Linked DNA regions of Mus musculus: regions 2, 3, 4 and 5 are each linked to region 1. A link is a contact called in public Hi-C and HiChIP or PLAC-seq data. All regions are on one chromosome and are shown on one strand. The core of a region is the stretch at or near the end of the contact, and the rest is flanking DNA. Distances in the headings are between cores, read along the strand shown. Region 1 holds the start of Acvr1 (activin A receptor, type 1). Region 2 has its middle 18 kb from the start of Gm46743. Region 3 overlaps Gm46743 (a long non-coding RNA gene). Region 4 holds the start of Pkp4 (plakophilin 4). Region 5 holds the start of Galnt5 (polypeptide N-acetylgalactosaminyltransferase 5).

What was found. Hi-C and Micro-C count contacts between places; a contact is called where the count stands out from the background. HiChIP or PLAC-seq counts read pairs in DNA pulled down with a chosen protein or histone mark.
Region 2: a contact with region 1 is called in an H3K4me3 HiChIP or PLAC-seq map of bone marrow-derived macrophages, with 4 times the contacts expected there. The contact joins the enhancer-like site here to the promoter of Acvr1 in region 1. A contact is called at or near these places in 6 of 39 promoter capture datasets (the 3T3-L1 cell line, embryonic stem cells, liver and 1 more), 1 of 484 Hi-C or Micro-C datasets (muscle stem cells), 8 of 115 datasets of contacts at active chromatin or transcription factors (bone marrow-derived macrophages, embryonic forebrain, embryonic hindbrain and 5 more) and 1 of 9 other capture datasets (embryonic stem cells).
Region 3: an H3K4me3 HiChIP or PLAC-seq map of bone marrow-derived macrophages shows a contact between it and region 1, with 3 times the contacts expected there. The contact joins the enhancer-like site here to the promoter of Acvr1 in region 1. A contact is called at or near these places in 8 of 115 datasets of contacts at active chromatin or transcription factors (the NIH/3T3 cell line, astrocytes, bone marrow-derived macrophages and 3 more).
Region 4: a contact with region 1 is called in a FOXA1 HiChIP or PLAC-seq map of pancreatic cancer cells. The contact joins the promoter of Pkp4 here to the promoter of Acvr1 in region 1. A contact is called at or near these places in 3 of 39 promoter capture datasets (embryonic stem cells and liver), 7 of 484 Hi-C or Micro-C datasets (LSK cells, cardiomyocytes, embryonic stem cells and 3 more), 7 of 115 datasets of contacts at active chromatin or transcription factors (the 230-238 cell line, astrocytes, extraembryonic endoderm stem cells and 4 more) and 2 of 9 other capture datasets (adipose tissue and embryonic stem cells).
Region 5: a Hi-C map of nephron progenitors shows a contact between it and region 1, with 5 times the contacts expected there. The contact joins the promoter of Galnt5 here to the promoter of Acvr1 in region 1. A contact is called at or near these places in 2 of 39 promoter capture datasets (the C10 cell line and HPC-7-derived erythroid cells), 2 of 484 Hi-C or Micro-C datasets (the N1E-115 cell line and nephron progenitors) and 2 of 115 datasets of contacts at active chromatin or transcription factors (embryonic forebrain and stem cell-derived neural progenitor cells).

What each region holds. Positions count from the first base shown.
Region 1 is chr2:58,565,520-58,568,116 of GRCm38.p6, forward strand. It overlaps Acvr1 (activin A receptor, type 1), which reads right to left and starts at 1,309. Exons shown (of 12, transcript NM_007394.3): 1 at 1,268-1,309. It also overlaps a transcript of Upp2 not described here.
Region 2 is chr2:59,436,884-59,439,480 of GRCm38.p6, forward strand. No RefSeq gene overlaps it. Among named protein-coding and RNA genes, the nearest start is that of Gm46743, 18 kb to the left of the region's middle. Within about 2 kb of position 1,293, at least 148 of the 459 cell types and tissues checked have an H3K27ac peak or open chromatin away from gene starts, as enhancers often do. A contact at or near this core is called in bone marrow-derived macrophages, forebrain, muscle stem cells and 2 more, where this site is marked.
Region 3 is chr2:59,400,733-59,403,329 of GRCm38.p6, forward strand. Gm46743 (a long non-coding RNA gene) reads right to left here. Exons shown (of 3, transcript XR_001783312.1): 3 at 6-800. Among named protein-coding and RNA genes, the nearest start is that of 5330411J11Rik, 15 kb to the left of the region's middle. Within about 2 kb of position 1,324, at least 46 of the 459 cell types and tissues checked have an H3K27ac peak or open chromatin away from gene starts, as enhancers often do. A contact at or near this core is called in bone marrow-derived macrophages and embryonic stem cells, where this site is marked.
Region 4 is chr2:59,159,561-59,162,157 of GRCm38.p6, forward strand. It overlaps Pkp4 (plakophilin 4), which reads left to right and starts at 1,290. Exons shown (of 22, transcript NM_026361.2): 1 at 1,290-1,568. It overlaps Ccdc148 (coiled-coil domain containing 148), which reads right to left and starts at 1,123. Exons shown (of 15, transcript NM_001372501.1): 1 at 787-1,123.
Region 5 is chr2:57,996,857-57,999,453 of GRCm38.p6, forward strand. Galnt5 (polypeptide N-acetylgalactosaminyltransferase 5) reads left to right here and starts at 1,299. Exons shown (of 10, transcript NM_172855.3): 1 at 1,299-2,597. The coding sequence starts at 1,534. The region is part of intron 1 of Gm33594 (a long non-coding RNA gene); the gene reads right to left.

The sequences.
Region 1 (2,597 bases), core at 59-2,558:
GTTTCCATTTAAGGCCTGCCACTTGGATGAGCCCATCTCTGAAGTTTCTTAACACCACCTTTCCAGGAAGAATTTTTTGGGGAAAAGGGAGGTGGTGTCTATTTTTTGCCACCGCCTTCCCTTGGGCTGTCAGAGCAGTCTGCCTCTCAAGAACTGGATCCTTTAAAATCACTGCGTTATGTTTCTATTTGAGGGATTTTTTTCAGAAATTATATATCTATGCAAACAAAAAACATATATATGTGTATGTATATATATATATATGCAATCGCATTAAACATGTATGGGACCAGAGACGTTTCCCATCATCTCACACCAATCGCACAAACCGCAAAGAAGAAAAGCCAATAAAGAGAGCAAATCCAATGCATTACCGTCCGTCTCTCTCCAAACACCAAATTAATGGCAACTTTTTAACCAACACACTTTTCTTCTGCAACAAAAATGGGTGTTTTCTTGCCCAAGTACCTTCCTCCATAGCTCCTCTGCCGTGCAAGGTACGTTCAGATCTCCAGGGGAAGAGGGAGGTAGGGAAGGGTGGGAGACGTAACTGGCACAAACTGGACAGAGCCAAGCCAGTCTCTGAACCAGACAGAAGTCCATGCACGTAGTGAACCCACAGGCCCACAATTCTCCCCAGCGCGCCCAAGGTTCTAGCCTCACTGTTTTGGTTAGTGTCGAAGGAAGGGTTTTAAACTTGGCAAAGTACTATGCAACATCTGTAACCACATCTGCCTTCTGGGGATCGGAAGATGAATCCCACATTCCTGGCTTTGAAGCTTTTTGAAACTGCAGCTAGGAAGGACAGAGGGAGGGAGGGAGTTGAACAGAGTTTATTGGCTGTCTCTCCAGCAGAAAATTCCTCTTGGAAGAGATGGATATTTTGTGGGTGGGGGTGACTGGCCAATCTCTTTAGTCTGCCAAGCTCAGCTTAGAAGGTGAGCCCGGGGCCGTGAGGCCAGATCGATTTATAAGTCCGAGGCGCACACCCTGCAGGAGTTCATCCAACGCACACCCGAACCCCCTACTCCAAGCCTCTGTCCACCCCGGATCCCACCGGCAGCCAAGGCCCTAAGCAAGTCGGTTTCGTTCCGCCGCGGCTTCCCCCCACGTCGAGAGGGCACGCAGCTTGCCGGAGAAAGAATGAAAGCGAGGGGGAGGCACCGAGACGCCCACCCTCCACCTCCGATCCCGGTCTCGCCTCCAGCTAAGCTCCCTCCTCCCTCGGTCCCCAGCTCCGGCGGCGTGGCCGGCGACCTGCTCTCACCTCTGGTCCAGCGGCGGTCGGGTGCTGAACCCGGGGAGGCGGAGAGCTCGAGGCGACCGGGAGCTGCAAGGCGGCGCGGGAGGGCGCGGGGCGGGGCGGGGCGCTGCAGCCGGCGTGGAGCCCGGAACTCCGCGGGCCGCGGGCGGGTGGCCCGGGCGGCGGCGGCGGAGTGCAGCGCGGCGCGGCACGGCGCGGCGCGGGGCGGGAGGCTGGCGGCCACGGGGCCGGGGCGCAGGCTGGCGGCAGGCACCGGGCTGGAGCCGGGGAGACGGCTGTCGCGGGGCGGGAGGCGGAGGGCGGGGAGGAGGGCGGAGGAAACTTGCGGCGGCGCGGGGCTCGGCTGGGGGCGGCGGGGAGCCGGCGGCGGCAAAGTTCCCCCAGCGCTTGGGGGCGGCGGCGGCGGCGGCGGCGACCGGGAGCTGGAGCGGGAGGAGCGGGAGGAGGAGGAGGAGGAAGTGGCTGCGGAGCGCTCGGCCAATGAGTGTCTGGAGCTGTGATTAACCAGGCAGCAACACATCATTTCCTCCCGGCGCGGATCCAGGGAGCCGGGAGGGAGAGGGCCGGCGGCGGGGCGGGGCGCTCCTCGCGCCCCCTGCAGGCGCCCGGCCCCAGGGATTCCGCCCGCCTAGCCATGCTCGCCCGCCGCCCCCGACCCCCGACCCTTCGGGCCGCCCGGGCTGTGGGCTGCTGCGAGCCGGGCTGGCGGGACGCGGGGGAGGCGCGCGGCACGGGGAGCGGCCAGGTAGGCGCGGGCGGGGCCGTCTGGACAGCTCCCGGGGCGCGGGGCGGGCGGACAGCAGGCAGCCGAGCCGGGAACTGCGGGGGCTCCTGCACTCATCTCCAGCCCTGCGTGTCAGGCACAGGGGTGGATACTCAATGCTCCGCCTCAGCCAGGCCATCGTTGCCTTGTCTTCTGATCCCCTTCCACTATGCTCATTTCCTCGCAGGGTCTAGGGTTATGCAAGCGTTTGCCATTTTCGCAGTCGGCTTCCTTGGTAATAAAAATAAGCAAGTCTGGGGGGTGGGGGGGGGGGGGGCTTCTGCAAAAATCCCGCCCTGTCCTAGGCGCCACGGGAGCTTACAGTAGGAAGGAAGGAACATTCTCCGCCGCAGAGAGGCTGACAACTTTGGTCCTTAGAAACACAAAAACACCCCAGTGTGCTAATATTATCTGGAGCATCAAAAAAGGCATGCAAGGATCAAATTTTGCATGGTGCCCGCTTAGTGTTTGGAAGCAGCAAGCCATTTTCTCTGCCCTCTAGAAGCTTATAATGCACAGTCCTATCACAAAGCAAGAGTAAAATCATGACACCAATAAATGGGGAAAACA
Region 2 (2,597 bases), core at 43-2,542, 870 kb after region 1:
TATCAAGAACTCCAAAAGATTACAGGGCAGATGTCTTACAGTGAATCATCAATTGTATCAAATCCCTAGAATATATAGCACCTACTCTATGCCTCCCGCTCCTCTGAGGTCAGAGCCGTGCCTGAGGCTTTCCAGGAAACTTCTTACCCCAGGGATATTTACTTTCCAAGGCACTGATATTGGCCATGTTGAAGATCTACTGCCGCGACTCTAGGACATAAAAAGTCTAGAGTTGCTGGAAACTTGGGAGTACGCACGTGGCCCAAGTGGCCATAGTACCAGGGGTGTAGGAATAAACGTCAACCTGATGAGGATGAGAGAGCCAAGGTATGGAGAGCGCTTAAGTCCCTGGTGACCTCACCAAGACCGCACCACTCATTCCTAGCACCGCCCCCCCCCCCCCCCGACTCCTGGAGAGAGGTGACATTCACGATCCTACCTGTGTCATGGTGGTGTTGTTACCTCATAGTGATAATATCTCTCTCAGAGTCAATATCCTTTTCAATATTGTTTGGTTACATCATGTTTTCTGTCTCTTGAAGGTACACATATCTAACCAATATTGAAGTTACACATATCTAACCAATACAGGCATTAGGAAATATGTCTTTTGAATGAGCAAATGAAGAAAGGGAAACGGCCCCCTTTAATGTGTGTCATCGTGTGAAATCTTTCCAATAGCCTCGGACCTGGAAGCTGCACCATTAGAGCCGAGAAAACTGGACCCCAGAGAAGACCCTGCCTCCTATCCAAGGCCGCAGGATTAGGAAGGCCAGAGCTGAGTCACATTTAACTGCCGCGCTATCTATCAATTTACTATCTTTAGCATCTCAGTTCAGACTTTTTATCCATAGCAGAAGGTTCTCCTTTGAAGTTTCTTTTTCTACTTCCTACTGACTTCATTTTTTCTTTCTTTCCAGTGTTGGGGATGGAACTGAGAGCCTCCCAGAGTGTAGGCAACACCCCCCTGCTGAGATGTACCCTTGACCTCCCGTTGACCTTTCGACCTGCTACCTTAAAAGTCAGCCTCCTAATTTTGACCTTGGGCTGATGGGCCTATATCCATTTGTTTCTAGTCTACTTAATTCTTCAGCGTCATAGCTACCCGTGTCTTCTGACTAGGAAATAGCACCCACGCTTCCCCATGTCTGAGATCAGAGTCCCCACAGTGCTCCAAGGAACTTCAACGAAGATATATTCCCATGCCACTCCATCTCTCTACCTCCCTCATGGCTCATCAACTTTGCCTTGGCACACATCCAGGTTGACCACGTGAGCGTACTATGTTGGCAGGAAGCCTGGGTATAGTGGGAGAGGCCTCAGGAAGCATTGCCATCTTACTGTGAGACCCGAGTAGATACACGCAGGGTACACGTATATGCTTTTTAGCAAACCTAGAAAGAACACCACTCTGGCACAGCTTTCTTCCCCTGGGTAGGAACACAGAGAAACCACGGTTTTCTCTCTACTGGCCAGAATGTCTGCTGCTCACAGCCAGGACTTCATAGATGAACGCTGTAGAAAACGTCTTAGCTGCACCCAAAGAACTTCAAGTGTTTTGCTCTCGCTTCTGAAGGAAAACAAACAAATAAACAAAAAAAAAAAAAAAAAAAAAAAAACCGGCCCTGGTAGTCAGCAAAGCTCCAGAAAACTGGCTGTGGAAGGTATCTTGTAAACTGGAAATCATCTGCCCTCTAGTGGTCATCTGCAGGAAGTTCCAACCCGAAAACAGCCAGGACGGAGAAGGCAGAAAGAGTGTGTGACAAAAAGAGAACCCGTAATAAGTCGTCATGGTGGGAAGCCACCATTCGTTAAAAACCAAATATAGGTCACGAGAGTAAAAATAGACATCCGAGCTTTTCACAAACCCTAGCAGGTTAGATCAAAGTCGCCCTGAACTTAGCACTTGGGTGGCATTCCAAACCCAGAGAGTACTGAGCAGGAGAAAACCTACGCCCTGGGACTCCTCCCAGGAAGGGAAGGCTGTTGTGGGTGGGGAAAGATTTGATATGAAACTACATCAGAGGAAGTGTTTGTTTTTATTGCTTCCTGAGAACTGGGAAAGGATGAAAGAAAGTACAAGAAAGGCAGATAGAGGAGGGCTGCAGGTTCTCCAAACGTGAGCTGCCCGCCCTGATTAGTCTGCAGTGCCCAGGACTGTTGGGTGGGGTTGCTTGGTGAGACTATTCAGGACGGTGGAAGAAGCTGTTTCCCCATTGATGCAGGACTGAAAATAGTCTAAAGCACACGAGGAGAGACGCCTGGCCTGAAAAATACTTCCTGGAGCAGCCTAGGGGTCAAGGAGGGGCCTAGGAACCCATAGAAGTGATGGGCAGCGCCCCTGGCCATTAACTGAGTCAGACCTATTTAAAACAAACTTATGCCAAAGTTATAGACACCCTCAAGGTGGAAATCAATTCGTGGGGCCTGTGGGTGCAGCTTAGGGAGAAGGGTTGCTTGTACAGGAAATAAAAGACCTGAGAGGAGCGCATGTTTAGACCATGGTGTTTAGAAACAACAACCAGACTTTGTAGTAACCCCTGCCCGAATGCCAGCTCACATAATAACAAAACATAAGAAACCTTGGTGATGGCCCA
Region 3 (2,597 bases), core at 74-2,573, 840 kb after region 1:
GATAGATAGATAGATAGATAGATAGATAGATAGATTACAAGAGGAGTGTATTACTGTCTCCATTTTGCAGGTGACATGGTCCAACAAAATGTAGTATTCTTACATGAGCTGTACTGACCAAAGGCTTGTCATATTGCCTGGAGCCCCATCCTGACAGGAGTGGGTGTGGCCTAACCTTCTCTACCAGCCTTCCAGGATCTCTATCCTTTGTCCTCCCTAACCAAAATCACCCACGGGGCTGCTAGTAGCTCACTGGTGGCTCACTTCCCCACCCAGGGCTCTACTGGGATGCCCTTCCTGCTTCCCAGAAGCCTTTGTTCCATGAAAAACAACTTGTTTTCCAGATCAAGACCTCTAGGGAGGTGAGGGGAACTAGAATCCTAAATACAGGATGAGGATCAAAATTAGTCCCTGACCCCTCACTTCCTCTTCAGCCATTACAGGCTGCTGTGCAAGTCAAGAGAGGAAGTAGCCTGAGAGTGGATTGACTGAGAAGAAAAGAGCAACATGTCCCCACTCCCAGAACTATACAATAGAGATTTGTCTGCTGTGTGCTTCAGTAGTCAGAGGAGGAAATGACCACTCGCTCTTATTTGGGGGACAGTTCAGTGTGGGGGCAAAAGATCACCACAGAAAATAAGGCACAGGATGACGCTACCACAGAAAATAAGGCATGGGATGACACTGTAAAAACGAAGCATTTGTCCCAGGGAGATCGTCTGAAAGATGCTCTTTGACTGCCTCCATGGTCATCACAGCCCGTCTTTTCTACACACGGTGAGAGGAGTGGACAGTTCTTCCTAGAGGAAAGAGATAAAGGACAGCAAGGAATTTTATGGTTGACATCACTGGTCTGACCAGCTTTGCCAGGAAACAAAATCAATGTGTCCCTGCAACTAGTTCTTCGGTTTTAGTGACTCTTTTTTGACACTGAGGACGCTGAGATTTTATAGTCTGAAATGTGCCCGCAGCCTCCATGTCTGCCCGCCACTCTAGCTATAAACACCAGCTATAACCTGCAAGGGAGAAACAGTGCCAGCTGTTTATTCTCTAACTTGAGTTCACTTTTACAGTTTGACCAGGAGGGCTTGAGAGATCAGATGTGGCCACAGTGTAGATTTGAGAGGCAGGAACATCAGAAAACCACATATCTTGGCCAAAGCAGCAGGTCCAGGCAGTGGCCAGTCTCTGTAGTCAGTCCAAGCCCAGCATGGGAGCTCTGGGCATCTGGAGCAGCCTGGAAGATCAGATAAGGGGAAGCTGACATGGGAAAATCAGGCAGAGCAGAGGCCAGCAGCAGGCACTTAGCATAGCCCGTCCTTGGGTGGAGCCCACAGGAAGGAACAGGAGTGTCACGGCAGTACTGTCTCTGTTATGTGTTCCCTCCAAACACTACGGAAATGTGTAAAGTGTACGATGAAGGTCTCTGAACAACAACCCAGCCATTCCTCTTCCCCTCCTGCCCCCAGGTCATTGTCCTCCCTGGTTTAATTTCCAGATTATTGGAGCAGAGTTTAAGATCATGGGCTCCAGAACCAAATGATCCAGTTCAAACCCACACTCAGCTCCGTCCCAGCTGTGAGGCCTTGACTACAGCTGCCCCCTCTTGTCTGCTTGCTCATGCACGAAACTGGGACAGCAGTGGTGTCTGTGTTCTGTGACTTAACTCACAGAGACACCGCAGAGCCCAGGCACGGTTGTGCCCACAGCCACTGATTTTATTGCCTCTGACCTCCCTTCCAGTGAGAAACAATAAACACGGGCAGCCCTGGTTGCTTCTTGCAGGGAGTTCGCAGACTAAGCTGAGTTCTGCAAATGTAGAGAGTCGAATGTTGTTGGAGCAATGTCCCCCATGTGGACATTTACAGAGAAGGACTCTAGTTAGTGGAGATGGGGAGTCACCCAACACTATGGGTATCACAGTATGCCCCACTCCCTCACCCAGCTGAGTCCTCAGAAGAAAGCTGGACAAGCCCAGAGATGCAGACTCTTGAGTTGGGAGTCTTCTGAACATAGACACACGCACACGCACACACATACGTGCGCGCACACATACAAACACAAGTGGGTGTATACATGGACAGACATTCAAATGCAATATAAATGTTAAATAAGCAAACACATTACAAGAATGGTACAAAAAAGGCAACACGAGAAATTGATTTCCTATTAAAAGTATCTTTTGTTTTCTTTTAATCCATGGAACGCAGAAATTCTCCATCAGATTTCTGCTTACACAAAGTAAACAAAATTTGTTCTGTCCTATGCACCCCTGCCCCCTCTCCCAAGTTCTGGTCTGCCTTCTTTAGCCTCCATCCCAAAGTGAGCCATGAGTATTCTAGTCTGTCACCAGCATGTATCCTTCAACTCCTGAGCACAATCCCTCATGCCACAGTGACTTGGTGTCCTGCGAACTTGGGACTCTGGTCCCTCCAACTGGCCATGCCCTAGGAAAGATTTCTCTGCTACCCCTAAAGGCTAGATGACCCTCCCTCTAATTCTTCAATTATGTTATGAGTTAAAAGGTAGGCATCAGAGCTGGCAGAAGCCAGAGACTTAGTTGGAGGCAGCATCATTAGCAACCCCATCTATAAAGT
Region 4 (2,597 bases), core at 40-2,539, 590 kb after region 1:
GGAAAATTAATATCCCTTATTGTGAAGGGAGATAGTATAATATTTTTTTCTTTTTACTAAAGAGGATATTATGAAAATAACAAAGCCACCAAAAGAAGAAACATGAATACATCGGTGGCTATATGCTAGAGTGGTACTATTTTTAAAATATGTTATGAAGCAATATCATGTGTAAAAGTTCCAGATTAATAGCTACCATCTAATTATGAACATCACTCATCAAAAATAATTAGCACGAGCAAACTAGCACAAAATGATTTAAAATGAAAGTAGAGCACTCATTATTAAAGGTCAAGATTTGGGTGCGAATGCTCCCCTGTCCCAATTCATCATTTCCTTACCGATTTTAGTATTAATCTGGAAAACTGCCAGAAAGCAAAAATCCATCATTTGTAATCTATTTTTTTCTTTTTGAGAAATCATTGGGATGAATTCTGGCACTTCTCCAGCCTCAGACAAACTGGGAAGAGCATGCACCTGCCAAGCTCAGCACAGAAAGCACATAGTCCAAGAGGGAGGGGCGGAGGAGAGATCAGACTTGCTGTTTTGGGAAGCAGAGAACTCATTCTGTTGCGGGCTGGTCCTTTAGTACAACCCCACTCAGTTTCCTTACCAAAATACCACGTGCAAGAAATCCTGTTTTCGTTGGGAGGGGTTATAGGCTGGAAGAACCAAAAATCAGAGGAAATGTAGACTCAGGGAAGGGGGAGTGGTTGGAGAAAGAATTCAAGTGACCCTGTGACGTCAGGAAGAAGCAGAGATTTAAGGAATGGAGTGGAAACTCACCGGGCTGCACAGATCTCAAAGGTCAAAATGCATATAGCCTCGCATGCTCCCCAGATGCAGGAAAAATGAAACGCCCACTCCTGAGCTTTCAATGTAAAGTAGAAGTCCGGGGGCTCAGTTGTTTCTGCCTTTGACGCTGGGGACAAGCCCTACCATGCAGAGTCTTGGCAATACTCAAAAGCAAGACCCGCCCGATTTCAGAGCCCTCTCCCGGGAATCCCCTAATACTCCTTCCCCCCACCCCCTCCCGCGCCGGAGGCTACAGACACCTTCATCTTCACTCCCCACCTTCTCCTGGCCCTCTAGCTCTTAACAGCATCGGTCTCCATGGCGACCTGAAACCGCAGCTCCCATTGGCTCGTTCAATATGAGGGCCGGGCCAATGGGGAGGGCCGGCCCTCTCCTTCCGCCCAATGGGGCGGGCGCGGAGCCTGTCTGGGGACGGCAGCGTGCTGACGTTCCCGGGTGCCGGGACTGGCCGGGCGGGCGGGCGGGCTGGCGGCGGGGCGGCGGCCTCTGAGCAGTCTAGAGGGCTCCGGGGCTGAGTGCGCGTGGACGCCGGCCGCGGCGGCGGCACTATGGGCACGGGGTAGAGGCGAGCTGCCGCCGCCACCGGGGTGGTGGGAGAGCCTCTTCGGGGGAGGGGGCGGGAGGGGAGGGAGGGGAGGGCAGCGGCGAGGCTGCCGCACTTCGGCCAGTTTGCTCCGGTGCCGCAGCGGCGACCCTTCGGCGTGGATGTCCCTGGTCCCTGGAGCGACGACGGCCTCCGCCTGAGCTGGAAAGTAAGTGCGCGGGGCTGGCGGGAGGGCTCGGGGCTCTGGGGTGCTAGCTGCCCAGAGCGCGTCGAGCCGGGACCTGGCGGCGGCCAGGCGCCCCCCGCGGCTCCCTGGCTCGGATCTCTCGGTCCCCGCCGCGTGCTCCGCCATCCCGCCCGCCTCTCCCCTCCCCCCGGCGGCGCACAACTTTGCCCCGCACAGCTCGGCGCGGCCGCTTTTCCTCCCGCACCGCGCCACCGCTTCTCGAACTTGAGCCCCGAGGCTCCCGCGCGCCGTCGTGCCCGGGACCGGCCGTCTGTGTGTCCGTCCCTCGCTCCACCGAAGCAACCGCCAGCCGTGCCTCCCACGCTCGCCCGGCGTGTCGCCCGGGCCCCCAGAGCAGCGCTGGTGCCCGTGACGACCGCCCGGAGGGTCCAGGGCTCCCAGCTTGCAGCTGCAAACCGCACGCTCCTCCCTAGCGGGCGCCCCAGCCTTAAGGCTCCAGGCTGCCCTCCCGCGCCGCACTGCCTCCTCGCGCTGCCAGGAGTTAGAGCGAGCAGCTGCACCCAACGGAGGGTCGTGGGTCCCTGTCCCCTCTTACTCCTTGGGAAACGAGAGGGCGAGCGGCGGGACCGGGTTTTGGCGGCATAGTGACTGAGTGCGACACCCGGCGAGCGCGGGCAGCGGAGGCGCCGCGGTTGCTCCGGGCGCCGCGATAGGCAGGTGTGTGCGTCCAACGGGCGACGCGCGCTGCCAGCTTGTAGGCTGGCGACAGATTGTGCTGGAATGCAAGGAATGCACCAGGGACAGAGTCCGCACGGGCCGCGGCCGCACTAGCGCCTTCCCGGCCCTGATCTCGCCGCGTAGCCAGAGGTCACGGCGCATCTTCAGAGCTGGTAAGCCTCGTTCACTCTCCTGCCTCCGCTTCTCTCCCTGCGGCAGAGGGCGGTGGAGAGGGAAGCGCGGTAGTTTTCTTGGGGCTCCAGCCTATGGTTCTGGATTTTTTGCTGCATTGGTCTCCAGGACCGTGAATTTAGGTGTCAGTGTACCCAAGGT
Region 5 (2,597 bases), core at 49-2,548, 570 kb before region 1:
TCTTTCTCTCTGCTTCCTGACTGCAGTTGATACATTGTGACCACAAGACTGGATTTGCTATGCCATATTGCACCCTCCAACTGTATCGAAAGTGAGCCATCTTTCCTTAAACTGCTTCTGCCAGATGACAATAATAAGAAAAATGGATAGAAGAGGACTTCTGAGTGATTTAAAGATCAAATCTATGAAGAAACTACTGGCCTTCCCGTTTCCCAGAATTTCCCAGAGTCTAGACAAAGTCTTGGCACAATAGTCAAGCTATTGGTCCATGACTTAGTAAATACAGATTTGGGAGTGTGTCCTAATCCATTCAAGTTTCTATTTAATATTACCATAGACTGAGTGGTCTATACTCAATATGAATTAATTTCTCACAGTTTTGGAGGCTAAGGCATTCAAAAAGAACAGATATGGTTTCTTCAAGAGTCCCTCTTGTTGGGCCCTCACATGGTGAAAGGGGCAAGGCATCTCACTGAGCTCACTTATAAGGACACTAATCTAATATCTAAGGGCTGCTCCTCCCTTATCTCAGCACATTCCAAAGACTTTACTTGCTAATATCACCCTACTGGTGATTAGGGTTTCCACATTGAATTTGGTGGGGACACAAACATTCAGATCATAGCAAAGTGCCCTGAATTTTATAGGAATATTACAAAATGTATCAGTTTATTAAGGCTAAGAATTGGAGAAAAAAAAGATGGACTAATGTAAAAAAGAGTAGCTGACCTACTTACTTAAAAAGATTTCTGTACCTGTTGGTAGAAGCCTCCAAAATAGCTAAACACCCCTCTCTGGCAATTACGCTATAAGATACCCCCTTTTTTAAGCCATTAACCTCTTAGAGCTGAAACATTAAGGTCAAGAATTAATTGATTGCTCCAAGTAAGTACTCAAGTATCTGGGTACCACAGGGTTAATGTGTAAGAGTGGGGTAGGAGGGGTTACAAACCAGGAACACATGTCCTCTAAGTTAGTTTGCTTTCTGTTTAATTGCCCTTAAAACACATACTCTCTCACATAGCACAGAAGGTGAGAGCTGAAGGAAGTTTGCTGGGTAATGGCTTGAAAGGTTTTCCTTCTGAGACATGGTGTTGAGTTACAGCATGCAGCGAACTGGGAGGAGAGAAGCTGCTGGCTGCAGCCCCAGCCTAGTCCCACGTTTTCTTGTTTTCTTGGGCTGGAAGGAAGATGGACATGAGCCCTGTGAGACAAGATGCAGTGAAACTGTCCTGCAGCTGCAGCTGACTGCTCCGGGAGCCACCTGGAGCCAGTGTATACTAGGGTTTAGCCAGGGCCAGGGAGCGGGCACAAATACTTTGCTGTGAAATGCCACGCAGGCAGAGAGTGACAGGCAGTCAGTAAGAGCTGAGCTTTTCCCCCTTGGACAGCTATTTCCTGCTTGGTTCCGACGAGAGGGGCCTTGCTCCTACTGCTGCTGCTGTTGCTGCTACTACTACTGCTGTTGCTACCTCAACTCTCTCTCTCCACTCCAGGTAAGCAGAGCGCAAGCTGCAAGTCAGCCTTTGTACGATGAACAAGATCCGAAAGTTTTTCCGAGGAAGTGGGCGAGTCTTGGCATTTATATTTGCAGCGTCTGTCATCTGGTTGCTCTTTGACATGGCAGCTCTCCGCCTCTCATTCAGTGAGATCAACGCAGGGCTACTCAAAGAAGATATCATAAGGAGGGAACATACGGGATTCAGAGTTGAGCCAGACCAAGTGAAGGTCCTTTACACCAGCATCAGAGGGATGGGGCTGCCTCGGAATGGAGCGTGGGGTAAGGAGAACTTTAGAAAAGCTGAGAACCATGAACTCAAGGTTGAGGAGAATATGGACCAAGTCCAGAGGAAAGGGAAAATGCAGAACCTCCTGGGAAGGAGAAAGGCTGTGCCTTTGTGGCATCTTGCACATCTGCAAACCCTCCCAGTGACAATTCCCATGCAGAAGACCCAGGGGAGAGATAGCAAGCCTGAAGTCTCCTCCCAATACATGATGTCCAAGTGGATGACAGTGTTAGAGTCTGAGAAGACCCCATTCACAGCTTCAAGAGGAGTTCCATTGACCAAAATAGCAGGACGTACAGAAACCTTCGATAAAAAACAAGAGGCCCCCCAAAATTATAATGTCAGCAGCGATACATCAAAGCAAGCATCTGAAAGGACCCTGAATATGACCATCAGTGTCAAGACTGATAGATCAAAGCAAAAATCACAGACAGTAACAAAATTGAGGATGCACTTTGCCAGCCCACCAATCCTGAAATCTGAGGAAGTCACAGTCATAAAGAAAGCTGAGGCTCAGAGCAAAGACCTAAAACATGAAGCCCTTAAAGCGCTACCACTTCTTAAGTTCATTGCAGATATGGGTCATTTAAAGAACCAATCTACAAATGAGACACAGTTGGGAAGATTGCCAGAAGATGATGCAGCCAAAGTGGCGCCAGGGAAGAAACTTAATTTCTCTGAAAGTCATGTTGTGATTATAACTAAAGAGGAAGAACTGAAGACAGACACCAAAGAGGTACCTAATTCTAAAACCCAAACTGTGTTTCCTAAATTACTGGGTGGAAGTCCACATAAACAAATCCCCAGAAA